Linked DNA regions of Mus musculus: all the other regions are linked to region 1. The links are chromatin contacts, called in public HiChIP or PLAC-seq and Micro-C maps. All regions are on one chromosome and are shown on one strand. The core of a region is the stretch at or near the end of the contact, and the rest is flanking DNA. Distances in the headings are between cores, read along the strand shown.

Evidence for each region. Hi-C and Micro-C count contacts between places; a contact is called where the count stands out from the background. HiChIP or PLAC-seq counts read pairs in DNA pulled down with a chosen protein or histone mark.
Region 2: a contact with region 1 is called in a Micro-C map of embryonic stem cells, with 1.9 times the contacts expected there. The contact joins the promoter of Cdc42ep1 here to the promoter of Maff in region 1. A contact is called at or near these places in 1 of 39 promoter capture datasets (liver), 1 of 484 Hi-C or Micro-C datasets (embryonic stem cells) and 1 of 115 datasets of contacts at active chromatin or transcription factors (memory CD8 T cells).
Region 3: a contact with region 1 is called in an HNF4G HiChIP or PLAC-seq map of pancreatic cancer cells. The contact joins the promoter of Cbx6 here to the promoter of Maff in region 1. A contact is called at or near these places in 1 of 39 promoter capture datasets (pre-B cells) and 1 of 115 datasets of contacts at active chromatin or transcription factors (pancreatic cancer cells).

Annotation. Positions count from the first base shown.
Region 1 is chr15:79,344,826-79,349,981 of GRCm38.p6, forward strand. It overlaps Maff (v-maf musculoaponeurotic fibrosarcoma oncogene family, protein F (avian)), which reads left to right and starts at 2,695. Exons shown (of 3, transcript NM_010755.4): 1 at 2,695-2,929.
Region 2 is chr15:78,840,162-78,845,317 of GRCm38.p6, forward strand. Cdc42ep1 (CDC42 effector protein (Rho GTPase binding) 1) reads left to right here and starts at 2,486. Exons shown (of 3, transcript NM_027219.3): 1 at 2,486-2,564.
Region 3 is chr15:79,831,357-79,836,512 of GRCm38.p6, forward strand. Cbx6 (chromobox 6) reads right to left here and starts at 2,977. Exons shown (of 5, transcript NM_028763.3): 1 at 2,787-2,977; 2 at 2,559-2,602; 3 at 2,346-2,411; 4 at 2,156-2,222. The coding sequence starts at 2,855. Npcd (neuronal pentraxin chromo domain) reads right to left here and starts at 2,977. Exons shown (of 9, transcript NM_001013362.2): 1 at 2,787-2,977; 2 at 2,559-2,602; 3 at 2,346-2,411; 4 at 2,156-2,222. The coding sequence starts at 2,855.

The sequences.
Region 1 (5,156 bases), core at 1,445-3,944:
TGGCGGCCTGATGACCAGAGTTTGATTCCTGGAACCCACAGTAGAAGGAGAGCACTGACTTCTGAACGTTGGCCTTCTGACCTAGTCTCTCATACACACACACACACACACACACACACACGCTAGTAATAAATAAAATAAAAACATAAAAATAATAGTTAATAGTTCTCTTGTGAGAAATTACCTTGAAATTATGAGACTCTCCCTTTAAGGCTATTTTTTAATATCTTTGATTATGTGTATATGTGTGTCCATGTGGGTATGTACATGTGAGCACAGGTGGCCAGCTGCAGGGAGGTGTCAGATACCTGTGAAGCTGCGGTTACAGGAGATGATGTGGGCGATGAGAACCTAGCTCAGGTCTTCTGTAAGAGTAATATGTGCCCTTAACTGTTGAACCAACTCGCCAGCCAGAAATACCTTTTTTTTTAATTAAAAAAAAGGTTTATTCATTATCTTCTTTATTTTTTTATTCATATTCTTTATTCACCATCATTTTTCTCTCCCTCTCTCATCCTGCTCCTTTCTTCCCTGCCCCTCCTTCCTTCTCTCTCCTTGTGTGTTTATGTGTCTGTGTATGAGTGTATGTGTGTGTGTATGTGTATAAGTGTATGTGTGTGTATGAATGTATTATGTATTATGTATGTTTATGTGTCTGTGTATGTGAGTGTATATGTGTGTGTATAAGTGTATGTGTGTGTATGAATGTATTATGTATTATGTATGTTTATGTGTGTGTTTGTATGTGACATGTCGAGGTCAGAAGGCAACTCTGTGGGGTCAGTAGTCTCCTTTGACATTACATGGATTCTGGATGATTAAACTCTTGTTATCAAACTTGCATCCTTGGGTGACAGTGCCTTTTACCTCCTGAGCCATCTTGGCTGGCTCCAAGTATGTGAATATCTTGCTTCTTGTCAAACACACATATCTGCTGATGGTCCCTATTGCAATATCTTATTACAGTGGGGTGGCTCTATGGTCATTTTCTAGGGCCATTGTGCTCTCTTGGAACAAAACAAGAAGGAGGAGGAGGAGGAGGAGGAGGAGGAGGAGGAGGAGGAGGAGGAGGAGGAGGAGGAGGAGGAGGGAAGGAAGAAAAAAGAAAGGAAGAGAAAAGAAAAGGCAGGTTTCTCTGCTTTTGTCTCTTAATTTCTACCAGTGTGAACACTCCAGGCTTGCTCTGTTTAAATGCTGAAGATGTCCCAGACTTAGGCAGTGGGAGTGGCCTCAGGCCAGGTCTTTCAGGAAGGCAGCTTATCAAACAAAGAGTAACCTGAGCAGGCCAGGGTCCAGACAAGTGCCCACACTGACCTGCCTTCCTCTGCAGGCTGTCAGAGGGGATGGAAGTGACACCCTCAACCGGTCTCCCCTTTCATCTCAAGTGAGCAAGAACTCCGAGGTTTCACGGGTCCTGGGTCTGGTAGCCTTGTTTCATCCTGTGACTCAGAGTTTGGTAGAGGGGGTGACAGTGTGCAGTCTGGCAGGACAGCCAACAGGGAGGCCTCAGCTCTCTCACCTTCATTCTACCCACCAGTCCCTCTTACCAGAAAGATCAGTGACATGGGCAAAGATCTCACTGAAAGATAAAAAGATGTGATAGATCCCAAATCATTCTCTCCTCCAGCCACTTGAGCTCTGAAGCCTCTTCTCCCAGGATACCATTTTTTGCGGGGCGTCTCATGACTCTGCCACTGGAAAGACAGTGTGAGAAGGCCAACCCCACTGCTAAACGCAGCATTGCACAACATTGCTTGGCCATTACCAAAAGATCGACTTCTGTGGGCAGTAGGGTGTGGATGCAGAAGCCTGGCTCCCTGTTCTCCTAGGCTGAGGATGTGGGCGATGGATCTAGCCACATGGGGTCCTCACTGTCATACAGGTCTACTGGATTTCTTCATTAGTTGAGCACCTACTATTTGCCAGGCACAGCCTCAGCTCTCTAGAAGGTAGGAAAAGGGTGTGTGGGGGGTGGGGGAGGGTGGTGAACAGGATTGTGTATTTTCTAGAATTGAGAACTTGAGTTCAGAGGTAAATTTTTTGAACACCTTTTTCTTATAACTTGTGTTTTCCTTAAATTCACTTATTTGTTATGTGTCTGTGTGTGAATGGACCCATTCCACCGCTCTAAGTACGTAGAGATCAGAGGTCAGCTTTCTGGAGTCATTGTCTCCTTCCACCTTGGAAGTTGTGGGGTCTGAACGTTAGGCATCAGAGTTTAGTAACAAGCAAGCACATCGACCCACAGGGAAAGCGTCCCTGGGGCGAGTGGAGGTAGGGTTGAAGATATGGAGCCGACACCACGTGAAGACCAGGGGTAGGCAATTGCTGTGGCTTCGGAAATACAAACCTACGGTTCACAGGTACAGAGAAGGCACTTAAAACCACGAGACTGGATGAGGTCATCCGGACAAAGGATGTAGATCGACGAGAGAAGAGGCCAGACAGTGAACTGTAAAGCAAAGCAAATGACACCTCCACCCACGCCGTTCTCCAGAGGTGTCACGTGAATGCATCCAGAGGACACAGTCCCAGCACGGAGAACCGTGGCGGCTCTGGCTGTGGGCTCCTACAGCGGGGTCTACTGGGGGCGGCGCCTCACTCGGGCGTGGGCGGGGTCTCGGCTCCAGGCGGCCGCTCTGGGGCTTGCTGGCGGCTGGGGCGGTGACGTCACTGCATGACTGGGTTTTTATGAATGAAAGGAATCCTGTGCGTGAGTAATTCCGGGAAGCTCGCCTTACAACTGCGCGCGGCTCCAGCCCCCTTCGCCGCCTGCCCCATAACAAAACTCGGAGCGGCGCTGCGCGGAGCCGGGTTCCTAGTGAACTGCGGTCCCGATCGGAGAGGAGTGGGGCTCGAGAGCGGCCAAGGACCGCCACCGCGACAGCCGCGACAAGCACGCACTGAGCGCCGGGCCTGGCGGAGAGCGGTAAGGACGCGTCAGGGACGGGGACCGAGCTCCAGAAGTGTGAGCTCCGGGTCCTGCCTGGGCGGCGCGTGGTCCTCCTGCCCCTTCGGCGCCCCCTTAACATCAGCTCCCGGAGGGGCCTCCGAGGGGCTGGCTGGGAGGCGGTGCGCGGGCCCCGGAGGAAGCCGGGGCGGGGGCGGGGGCGGGGCGTGCACGTACGTGACTCGGTGAGAACAGTCCCTGGAGCCGCGCCCAGCACCTTGTGTGCGCGGTTTGTTTACGTCTCCCGGTGGCGTGCGTGCGGCTGTGTTCTTTGGGGAGCGTCCTGAGTTCTGCGGGCTGCGTGCACACGGTGTACTTCGGGGTGTGTGTTTGTGTGTGTGGCCGCACGCGCTCCTTGGAGACTGACACTAGCCCAGTGTATCTTGAAGTGGGTGCGCACCAGTGTCCACTGGAGCAAATGCGGAATAAGGACCCGAGCGAAGGAAGTGGCCCGATCGGTGGTCACACCAGGTCTGGAATTTTTCTCCCGCCCCTTCCACCCTCCGTCATCCTCCCCCTTTCCACCAGCCGGGACTGCCCGGTCCCTGTTGTCTCTGGAGTTTCCCCTGGCTGGAGCCATGTGACATCAGTGTTTGTTCCTCGCCCAGCGCGGGTGCCTGCAGCTTAGAATAGAGCAGAGGTTAGCGAGCCAGTCTTCTCCTGGCCACCTGGTGGATCTGGGAACCTAGTACATGGGAGTCCTTCCTTAGCCCCAAGTTTTCCGGCTCAGTATGGACTGTCCACCCCTGGATTGTCCCATTCTTCCAGTCTCAGGAGAAACAGGCAAGGCCAGAAAGTTTGTGACAGATTGGAGAACACAAGGCTCCCGGACTATTCTGTTGGCGACTGTGGTTGGTCTGGGTGTCTGAGGCTGCACCTGCTGGGTCCAGGAGGATGGCATGAGGCCCACTGTCACACTCCTCAGGTTGGACTCCTTAGACTGGACCTCTGTGTAGACCGATCGGTGGTCACACCAGGTCTGGAATTTTTCTCCCGCCCCTTCCACCCTCCGTCATCCTCCCCCTTTCCACCCTGGACCCCAGGGCTACTTAAATACTGGGCCAGCTGGCACACCTGGAGTCTACCCATGCCCAGCAAGATCAGCAGCCAGTGCTAACCCCTGATCTTCCTGAGGGAAGGGTTAATGTGGGAGAGGAGCGCTGCCTGAGAACACCTGTTCTGGGAACCCCCGTGATCCCACTCAAGACTTTCCCTCTTACCCCCTCCCCCACCCGAGGGTGCTGGAGTCCGAGGAGGTGGCAACTGAACTAGTTAGGGGGTGGAATCAGTGATATTTTAACTTTGAGCCCAGTGAGTTCTGCTACCACTGTGAGGATTCCAGGGTCCCCATCTGCAGTATGATGGCAGGAGAGCTCTGCAAGACGCTCTGGAAGCTGAGATGCACAGCCTGTTTTCCAGGGGAAACAGGGAAAGCAGAGGCCATCCCAAGGACCGGGGCTGGATAGAATTGGGGGTTAGGGGTTTGCAGCCAGGCCCACAGGAATCATGTGGGTCCATCCTCAAACCTCATCAGGAAACATCTCCCAGTAAAGCTGGGGGATCAGAGGTGAGGGGACGTGGCTAACTGGCTCACTGACAGATGGAAACTTAGCATTGAAAGATGGTTTTCCCTTGAGTCTCCAGGGGACACTTTTTTTGTTTAACAAGCATTTTGTCTGCATGTATATGTTTGCACTGGGTGTGTACCTGGTGCCAGCAGAGGTCAGAAGAGGGTTTTGGGTCCCTTGGAATTGTAGTTACCAGTCATGTGGTTGCTGGGAACCAAATCTGGGTCTTCTCTGTAGGAGTGTTCTTAACCACTGAGCCGTCTCTTCACCTTATTTATTTTGGAAAGGAGGACAAATTTATTTGAGCTCATGGTGTGAGGGGGTATATGCTCACCGTGGCAGGAAGCGTGGTGGTCAGACCAGTTTGTCTGTGGCTGTGGTGGTACGGGGCTGCTGGCCCCCATCTCAGTGCCCCTGGAAGCTGCTGGGCCAGATGTTGGGGTGAGGCTGATAGGCAGATGCAGAGATTGCCTTCTAGGAAACAAAGTAAAAGAACCAAAGAAGTAGATACAGTGTAGCAGCTGAGATAGGCGGGATGATGCAGAAAGCCAAGTTTGCTTAAGTAGCAACAGGGCTTCTACTTAGCTGGCCTCAATCATGGAAGGTTTCGCCGGGGGATGTGGCTAGCAACTTGGTGA
Region 2 (5,156 bases), core at 1,236-3,735, 500 kb before region 1:
CAGAGGAAACTGAGTCAGAGCCTTCAATCTGGAGTGGGACCAGGAGCAGGGAATGCAGCCTACATGGAGATAGACTTACCTAGAGACAACCTACAACTGTGAGCAAGGGTCCCTCTCACCCTCAGTTCCCCCATCTGTACAATGGGAAGACAATGTCGGTCCACAAGATTGCCACACCACCAGCTGGGAGAGAGGGAGTCCCTGGAATCTGGTCCAGAGGTTAGGAGGTTCTGAACCACTGAGCCAGGGTACAGAGGATGGCGCAAGAGTGGAGGAGAGTAAACACTTGCATCCAGACAGCTTTCTCCCATCAGCTTCTGTGATGATGCAAGCTTTTGCTCCCGGCACACCAGAGGCAGGGGCAGACAGAGCTCTGTGAGTTTAAGGCCAGCCTGGTCTATATAATGAACTCCAGGCTGCTGGGATGCTCCATCCATAGTAAGATGTTGTCTCAACAAACAAAGCAAAGACTGCAAACACACCCTCAGGTATGGTAAATGCCTGCCCTGGAGCTAGGCCCATTTTAAAGAGATGTCTACCCTGTGCTCACAGCTAGCCTGGCACTCTGGGTCTTTGACACAGAGCCAATTATTCTGAGTTGCTCCAGGAACCCTGACTGGAGGGATAAGTCGTTTTCCAGCCAGCCAGAACACCTTTGAGAGGGAAAGTAAGGGCTATTGCTAATCACACTGGGGCACTGGTGCTCCCTACAAACAGGAAATGCGGCCATCCTGCCAAAGGAGGAGGCCATGGACAAGTCACTTCACTCTTTCTGCAAAACAGACCCGATGACAGGATTGTCCCCATGGAGCTGTCACGGAGATTAAATGTGATTACACGTGGTATGCGTTAGGTGCGCAATAAAAGCTGAGCGATTTTTAATTGCACCTATGCACGCACATATGCACGCACAGACACCTGACCATAGTTAAATACCCAGGCCCTGCCCGGCCCAGTTCTCTCCCACAGTGTTCCATGAGTTTCTGTGCCTCTGAGTCTTTGGGACACTGTCCCCAATTTCCCTGGGTGGCCCTGGGGGGAAAGATCTGGAACTGCTGTATCTCAGTCTTCTCTGCCTGCCACTGGTGTTCTCTGGGCCTCAGTTTCTCCATCTGTCCATCTGGGAAAAAATGATCCACCCCCTGTCGGCTAGCGTGAGGGTTTAGAGTGCCAACCCTGAAGCACAGCATTCTGTGAGGGAGGAGTAAGAGCTTGTCCTGTCCTGTCCCCCTCGGTCCTTAGGGCTCCTCACCCCTGCAGGGACAGTACCGCCCAGCTCCATCCCTGCCTCTGAGCTCAAAGCCTTTGCCCACAGTCTGTCCAGTGTGAACTTCCTAGGCCCTCTGCATCTCTATTTAAAACTTAACCTGGCTTCCTGCTCCTTTAGGGAACCTTGCTCAATACCCCACTCCCAGACTACCTTAGGGACATGTACTGCCACACACAGCCCCCAGGATTCCTGTCTGTCTGTCGTCACAGAAAAATCAGAGGGTACACGGATGGAGGGGCCTAGGATCTGTCTTCTTGAGCATGGCTGGCTTTGTGCCTTCTTTGAAGTAGTGGGGGCCTCACTAAAGGTTTCTAAGGTGTGACCTCATTTACCTGTTCAGCAACTCTCTTAGTTGTTAGAGCGGAGAACAGAAGATAATGTAATATCTGATGTCTGCTTTGATAACTCCACTATAGTAGGGGTATGTGTGTGTGTGTGTGTGTGTGTGTGTGTGTGTGTGTGTGTGTTTCTGGGAACAGAACTTCCATCCTCTGGAAGAGCATAAAGCACTCTTAACTGCTGAGCCCTGTCTCCGGCCCCATGGGGAAACTGAGACACTTGAAAGGCAAGGAGGAACAAGGGCCATCCCAGCTTAAGGGTCCATGAGATTATCACAGGTTACCCTACACCCCTCTACATAGTGGTCAGCTGTAAAGGCCTCTTCCCCAGAGCAGCTAAATATTCTGCTGGCACCCGACGGGGCTTGTATTGGGTTGCCAGGAATGGGGAATGGAGAAAATGGGAAAGAGTGAATGCCCCACATTTAAAAAAAAAAGAAAGAAAGAAAGAAAGAAAGAAAGAAAGAAAGAAAGAAAGAAAGAAAGAAAGAAAGAAAGAAAAAAATTCCAGCGAGTCTTCTGGTCAGTTCCTCCCGCCCCAGCAAGGAAAGGCTGGAGGCCCAGGACAGGGCTGTCAATCCTGGACTCCCCGAGGTCATCTAAGGAGCAGTGGGCAGCAAAGAGTCCCAGTGGCCTCCTCCAGGCAGTCCGGGCTCAAGACAGAGCGAACATTCCCGAGGTCGCCCCGCCTAGGGGTGGTGGGCAGGGGCCTGGCCTGGCTTGGCATCCCTGCCGCGCCACTGCAGCGCTCGCGGCGTGGCCAGCCAGCCCGGGAGGGGGCGCGGCCGCCGCGGGCGGAGCAGGGGCGGAGGGAGCCCGCAGCCCGCCCCCGCCCCGGGATCTGGCGGCCGAGCCCGCGGCCAGGGCGGCGCAGACCGGCCCAGCGACTCTCGGGTAGCGCTGGGACGCGCCGCCGCCGCGCCCGCCCCTGGACCCCCCGGGCTCGACGACACGAGGTAATCGTGGGCGCGGGCCGGGGGAGTGCGTACAGTCCTGGGCGCGGAGGGTGCGCGGGGCCAATCCGTAGGAGGCTGGAAAGTTCAGACTTCTCGGGTGGTTTTGTCACGTTGCGGGACGGCTCAGGGCACCAAAACCGAAGGGTAACGCAGTATACTGGGACGCGAGCAGAGGTGCCCAGGGCCGTCTGCCGCGTTCCTGCGCGGGCAGCGGAAGGGAAGGGACCCCAGGGCCTCTCGGCGACGCCAGCGCGGGAGCGGGAAGCTGGGGGGTGGGGGGGACGGACGATGGGGACAGGGCACCCTGCCCCCTCCCCAGCTGCATTCCAGGCTGGAGCAGCGGATGAGGTCATCCCGTCCGGTTCCCTTCTGGCCACGGCAGCCGCTGCCCTCTGCCCGCGCCGGACGGGAGCGAGAGACTCTCCCAAAGTCTCTCTTATGAGGTTCCCAGAAGGGAATGTTTCCTGGTTGAAGTTTTTCCTGGACTTCCCATCCCAACTGATTGTGCCCTTGTCCCAACTCGCCAAGTTTGAAGGCCGTTTTTCTACACTGGGAAACTGAGGCTGAGAGAGCACAGCGGTGGAGGGGGGGACTGCCTAGCTTTAACTTGGGGTGCTGGGGCAAGAAGACGTCTTAGTCGGTAGTGTCACACACAATTTAATACCGCCACCACTTGGGAAACTGAGGCAGGACGGTCACAATTTCGAGGTCAGCCTGGGAGATATATAGCAAGACCTTTTCAACAACACACACGTCTTTCCTCCCACTTTCCAGTGGTTCCCTTCTGTCCTACCGGCTCAACGAAGTTCAGAGAAGTCTGATCTGGGACAGTGACTCTGGGCAGTTTGTCTTAGTTTCCCTGTCTTCCACCCCAAAGTGCTGGACTTTGAGGGGATGTCCCTGGAGGACTTCTAATCTCAAATGTCACAAATTGGGGAAAATAGGAAGCAACAAAATCCCGCGGTTTCAGTGTTGCTATCTATCAAAGAGCCACTGTACCCACACTTCCCCTCCGGCGCCCCCAGCAGGCTGTCCGGGAGGTGGGGCTCTGCACACCTGCCTGAGGGTGTGTCTGGGTACTCCAAGGAGCAGCGCTTCTGCTCTTCTGCTCTGCTCCCTCTCTTTCCCCACCATCGGAGTGGCTTCTCTTACCCCACTTCCTTGCCTCCACATCCACCCCGTTGGCCTCTGAGTGAGTGGAGCCGGCCAATGCCCCAAAACTTGTCCCTGTGGTCATTACTACTGAGGGAGCCCTGGCCACGTGCCCAGACCATTGCACAGTAAATATAAGAGTTCTGTGGGGGTACTAAGCCTCACTGTGGCCACTCATGCCCTGGTCCCGGATGCCGAAGTGCAGAGCCTGAGTCCCGTTCCTCTCATGCTAGCTTCTCCTTAGCTACCACCTTCTCTCAGAGGGCAAGGCCATTCTGCCAGTGTTGGTAAAATGTCAGCTCCAGGGTTCACGCTGTTTTTGTTCTGTGATCTGGGTCTCTTCCCCCAACCCCCATGTAAAATGGGAGCCGGGAACCTTTACAGGGGCGATTGCCTGGGCCTTTGAGACACGAAAGGTTCCAGTACCTTAGATCCGGGTCAGGCAGAGCGACCGACCTAAAGGCCAGCAACTGTCTGTGGTTAGCACCACGGGGTAGGTAGGTGGCTGGAATGAAATATGTCCCTTACTCATGAAATGTTGGATTTGAACCCAGGCCTGCCCCACTCCAGGATGGGAGAAGTTTCTCCATCTTCTACCCCCTCCTCCCTTCTCTGGCAGAGGCTCTTAGACCTGCTTTCTCCATGTGAAGACAGAAACAGTAGCTGAAGTTGAGCCAGGATGCTCTGCCTCAGTAGATGGGTGTAGAGGATGCTATCTAGAGGTGCCCAGAGGCATTTGGGAGGTGGCTTCATCACATGGTTAGTCAAGGAGTGATATGGGGACAGGACCCCTCTCCCTGGAAGACACTCAGAAGTTAGAGGATCTGGTGGGGGAGGGTATCTACCACGTTTACACGGTAGGCACAGTGGACCCTTCCACGTGCCATTTTGCTGAGTGAGCCCTACGCTACTCCACAACTCCTTTCTCCACAGACTAGTTTTTATAGGGCTGGGAAACCTGGCCGGCGTTTACCTGCCACGGGACCTGGGTGAGTCTGTTCCCCAGGCCGTGTCAGCCTTCTTTGTAGCCTGAGCCAGCCTTCCAGCCTCAAGGGGGTGTTGGAGACTCATCTGATGACATCATGTCATTGGTCGGCCTACAGCAAAGCAAAGTGCTTTATAACTTCAGCAAACATTCCACAGGGGACCTTTCGGTGCTGGGGGTGCCAGGGAAAGGGATGATTCACAAGTTGCCCCCCCTCCTGGTGTGGGGAGGAGCTAGGGTTGGAGGAGGATCCGGTGGTAGGACGGAAGAGAATGCAGTCCCAAAACAAAGCGAGCTTTGTCCAGTTCTCCTCTTTGTTTTATCTTGTTAGTTAACCTATTTTGAATTTCAAATAACATTATAGAAGGGCTCGCACTGAGAATTTTTATGCTTGCAGGCGGCAGCTAGGGCTGAGAAAATTAAAAAAAAAAAAAAACCAAGCCAATTTTGAATCT
Region 3 (5,156 bases), core at 1,727-4,226, 490 kb after region 1:
TCGGGCTGAACAGAAGGCTCAAGAGTAAGAGTAATGACTGCTCTTCCAGAGAACCCAGGTTCAGTTCCCAGCACCCACATGGCATCTCACAAATACCTGTAACTCCCAATTCTGGGGATCCATTTCTGGCCTCCATGGGCACCAGGCACGAACATGGTATACACATACACACACACACACACACACACACACACACACAGAAGCACTCACGTATTAAACAAACAAACAAACAAACAAAAAGATGTTATTCTCCTTGGGTTGGGAGGTTTTTGACAGGCCCTGGGTCTGCTTAGTGAATTTCGAAATCACTGCAGGCCACATTCACTGCACTAACAGGACAGGAGTGGCTACAGGGTTTGGGGAGGACTGCAGACAGCATTGAGACACTGCTGCTAGCTCTCTGTGGTGGTGGGTACCTTATTAACCTGTTTCTTTTCCATGGTGTGGAATGGGTTCGTGGCAGCCATCTCAAGAAGGCGCCAGGATGTTCAGCACTCCTCCTTGCAGAAAAACCTGTGTATTCTGCTGAACTGCCTCTTACTCACAAAGCAACAGGTCCAGCCTAAGCTACCTCCCTCCGCATCCCTTCACACCAGCTGCTTCCTAAATTCTGGATTAAGGCTCTACAGCAGGCAGCTCCACCCCCTGCCCTAGCATCTCTGAGCCTTGTTTCCTACAGATGTGTGTTCAACTTCCACCTATAAAAGTGGACTAGTACTATCAACTCCACTGGGATGTTGAGACGATTAAAGGAGATGATTCGTGCAGAGGACTCAGCACTGCTGGGTTCCAAAACAAATGGGAAATGACAACTTTTAAGAAAAGGGCATTTTGAGAATCCATACTCAAGATCATTACCGCCTTGACCACTAGAGGGTGCTCCAGGGGCGCCAACAAGCTGTCAACACAGCCCACCAGTCTTCCAGCTGCTCTGCCCACTCCCTCCCCACCATCAAGCATCAGGGTTAAGGTTGCTGAGTTAATCCCCGAAGATGCACCGTGGCTAGAGGCGGGGGAGTAGGGGTACGCGACAATAGGATTCCAGAAACCAAGGGGTTTTTTTTGCCACATTTGCATTTGGTCCAAGGCTAATTCTTTACACCCAGTCTTTTGGCTGGCGGAGGGGGCCAAGACAGCGCAGGGGGCCAAGACAGCGGGGTCTGGTCCACCCTTCCCCCACTGAGCTTGGAGCTCTTTGGACAAATTGGAGATTAAGAGGTTCTGCATCTTGCAGTCTCTTCTCCAAGGAGCTCTTCCCGTGTTGTGCTGGTGCCAAATTTGGTGAGAAGACCTGGGGCATCGTTAGTTCTTTAGGGAAACTACGGAGGCAGACACTGACCGCCTTGCATTAAGTGGCCATCAGGGATCGTCTTGCTCTCCTCTTCCCAGGCTCTGTTCTTCCTCATCAAAAACAAAACAAAACAAAACAAAACAAAAACAAAAACACCCCTAACTCTCCAAGATGGCTTCCCATGAAGTTCTTCGCTCTCTTGCCAAACAGGCTATGTTCACCATGCCCCACCCCATCTTCATTGGAACCTCCAGAAATATCAGGATTAGGGGTAGACAGGCTCAGGACCCGAAAGCTGGTAGTCCAGTGTGAATGATCAAATTCAGGTTGAAGTAATTTAAGGTCAAATTCAAGCCGGGCCCCCAAGTGCTATGGGAGAAGGTACAGAATACACTCCAAAGGAGGTGGGCAGTTATAGGGCATGGGAGGCCAGTGTTTTGCCAGGAGGTAAGCCTATCTATACTCAACAGCTCCAAGACTCTAAATCACAAAACAGGCCAGTGTGTTCAAGGCTGGAGGAGATGAAGGGTCTCACTAGCGAAAAGAACTTCCCAGTCACCTCCTCCCCTGAGTATGCCCCACCTGCTTCACTCACCCGCTTCCTGGAGCACAGTCGATCCCCCACCCCCAGTTCCTGGTTTCATCCCTGATTACCCCACTCCCAGGCCCCTCTGGCTGGGCTGGCTACGGCCCGCTGCCAGGGACTTGTCAGGGACTCACAACCACCCCCTGCCCAGCTGGGGCCCCTCTGGAAAAGCCTGCCCGCCTAGGCAGCGGCGGATCTGTCCCTCCCTTGCAGGCCGGCCCTGTGCTGCGCCCTGGCTGGGGGCCCGAGCGGGGGCTGCTGGGGCTGGGCCAGGTTACCTTTAGGAGGAAAGTTTTGGGTTTAGGTCCCCTCTTCTTGGGCCCATACAGCTCACGTTCCCTTTCCCTGTAGTCAAGAAACGCCAAAGATGAAAAAGGGTCCCTTCCTGGGCCCCACTCCCCGACCCTGCCCGCCTTTCCCGCTTCCCTGCGCGGCGCCCCACCGCGCCTGCCAGCTTCTCCAACTCACTTCTGCTCGAAGGCTGCGATGAGCCTCGAATCCAGAATGTTCTCCTCTGGCTCCCAAGTGCTGTACCTGCCGAGTCACGCGTACAGAAGAGCAAAATGAAAACCCAAGGGGCAGGGGCACACCGCGAGGGCTCAAGCACGCACCCCCTATCCAAGGCCCAGGTGTCTTCTTGCCGCCTCCCCAGTCCCCATGCCAACGACCCACGACACTCACTTGATCGCCCACCCTTTCCATTTCACCAGGTACTCGATGCGTCCCTGAAAAACAGAAAGGAAAAAAAAAAAAATAGGGGGTGGGGGTGGGGAAGATGCAGGGACGCGAGGAGGCGGCGGCGCGGGGGTGGCTGAGGGAACCCGGCTAGCCGGACCACTGCACCCCGAGGGCCCCGCGGGCTCCGACACCACCGCGGGGAACACAGGGCTGTCCCGGCCGAGGGCTCACCTTGCGGATCCGGCGTTTAATGATGGATTCGGCCGCGAAGACCCGCTCGCCTACTGCAGACAGCTCCATCTTGCTCAGCGGCACCCACAGCCCATAATACTCCCTGCTCCCGCGGCCGGTGCTGCACCGCTCGCGCACGCGCCCCAGCGCTCAGGCCCCCGGCGGGCGGGCGCTCGGCGGGGCGCGCGCTCGCGTTCCAGCTGCGGGCCGTCACGTGATGCTCCGGGCCTGAGCGCCGTTGCCAGGGCCTCCCCCTCCCCCGGGGCGGTTGCTAGGGAAAATGAGCGCTCGCGGGGCGGGGGCGCGCGAAGGCTCTTAAAGGGGCCTGTCCTCTCCCCCGCAGTCCTGGCGGGAGACCGATGGATGCTTGGCTGCTGCCAAGCCGAGTGAGGTGCAGTGCAATCCTACATTGTCCCACTTCATCCTGCAGGCCCAGGATCCCTGCCACCTCCTACCCTCCTTGTAACTCCTCATGCCAGAATTGCCAGGCCCTCGACAGAGAGATGCGATAGGCCCAGGAGTCTCTAGGCGCTGTGCATCCTCCTGCAGACGTTTGCAAACAGTTAAATATGATACAGCAGAAATGCATTCACTGCAGCTTTGCCAGGCCTTGTGGGGATTTCTTTAACACATCACCCCATCCATTATTTATGTATTCGTGGGAGTGTGGTTTTGTAACCGGTTCAGATAAGTTAAAACAAAAACGCCACAGCAGGAAGGGGGCGGCGGGGGGGGGGGGGTGACTGCAGAGGTGACCCAGGCCTGCGACCATGGTCTCAACACCTACAAGTAGACCTTGGCGAGTGTGTTTATAAACCAAAGAGAGAGAGGTCTCAAAAGAGAACCGCAGGGCATCCCAGATTGAGTCCAAAGCAGTCTTTCTTTGGGTCACTCAGCAGAACCCGCCTTCATGGTCAAATCTGTATTGGGATTTTCAGGCCGCAGGCCACAGCATAATTCTACAAACCACAGCTGCAGGAATGACTCCGCCATTGCTCCTGGGAGGCGCAAGTGGGATCTGGAACTTTCCCTCTTGGATGTAGCCCACCTCGCTGGAAACACACATTGAAAAATTATTTAATCGGAGTTTCCATTAGGCCAGTGGTCTTGTTCTTTGCAAAAAGAAAAAAAAATTAACCACATATAAATAAGGAAACGAAAGGGAAGGAGCAATTCATAACCTGTATTAAGTCATTGGGGTCCTCTAGCCCAGTTCTTTCCCTAAACTCGGGCCTGCATGAATATGCATAGATACATCACCTACTTGGAGAACACAGGCACACATGTTCTATCTATTTAAATGTTTAAGCACTATAGGGTTGTACTATTCACACTGGAGATGCTATCCTCCCTTAATGATATTGATTGGACATTAACACTGATTTTGCTCTGTTCACCTGTTGTCTAGGGCTGGGCTGGAGGAGGGGTGGGGATTTGTAAGGGTCAGGATTATCTTTTGATTTCATGATTGGCTTATTAGAATGGGGTGGGGGCACAGGGTTGTACAAGTCTCCCCGCGATTGCACCATTTCTTGAAGGTGCAAATTCACTGATGAAAATCTCAGCTTTCCATCCCTGCACGCCTGCAGATATGTATAGAAAGTACATTGACTGAAATCCTTCTGCTCCCCCTCAAAGTCTTTATGCTACTGAGAAAATCCTCTTAGCTGGCAAGACAGCAAACCTGAGGTGAACATCACCTAAGTAGAGAGTTGTTCTGCCCCGGTGGGGTGGCGTGGATGAGCAGGTAAGTTGAATGTGTGGGTGTCTGTGCTTGTGCAAGCTGAGGAGGCCACAGGATGAAGAAGATGGCCACCTATCCACATAGCAGATCACTCAGCAGTCTTTGTGAGCCATTGTGGAAGCTTTGGGAAACAAAAGTCAGTGCGGTGAGAAAATTGCCTTTCTCCCTGCGTGACCTCAAGGTGCAGATAGTTCCCCAGCAGTAGATGGATTTGTGTCAAGTTGCTGCTGTAACAAACAGCTCCAAATAGAGCAGCGTAACATGACCCGCTCTGGAGTGCAGATGTCCCAGGTCACAGACATTGAGCTAAAGTCAAGGCTAAGAACCCTGAACACATAAACAGCCCCTGGCCTCAGGGGGCTTCTAGAGGCCACTGTCACTCCTTTGGCACTCGGTTGTGTTGCTCACATTTCTTTTTTTTTTTTTTTTTTTTTTTCTTTTTGGTTTTTCAAGGCAGGGTTTCTCTGTATAGCCCTGGCTGTCCTGGAACTCACTTTGTAGACCAGGCTGGCCTCGAACTCAGAAATCGCCTGCCTCTGCCTCCCGAGAGCTGGGATTAAAGGCGTGCGCCACCATACCCCACTCACATTTCTAATCCTATGGACACTTCACCACCACTGACTATC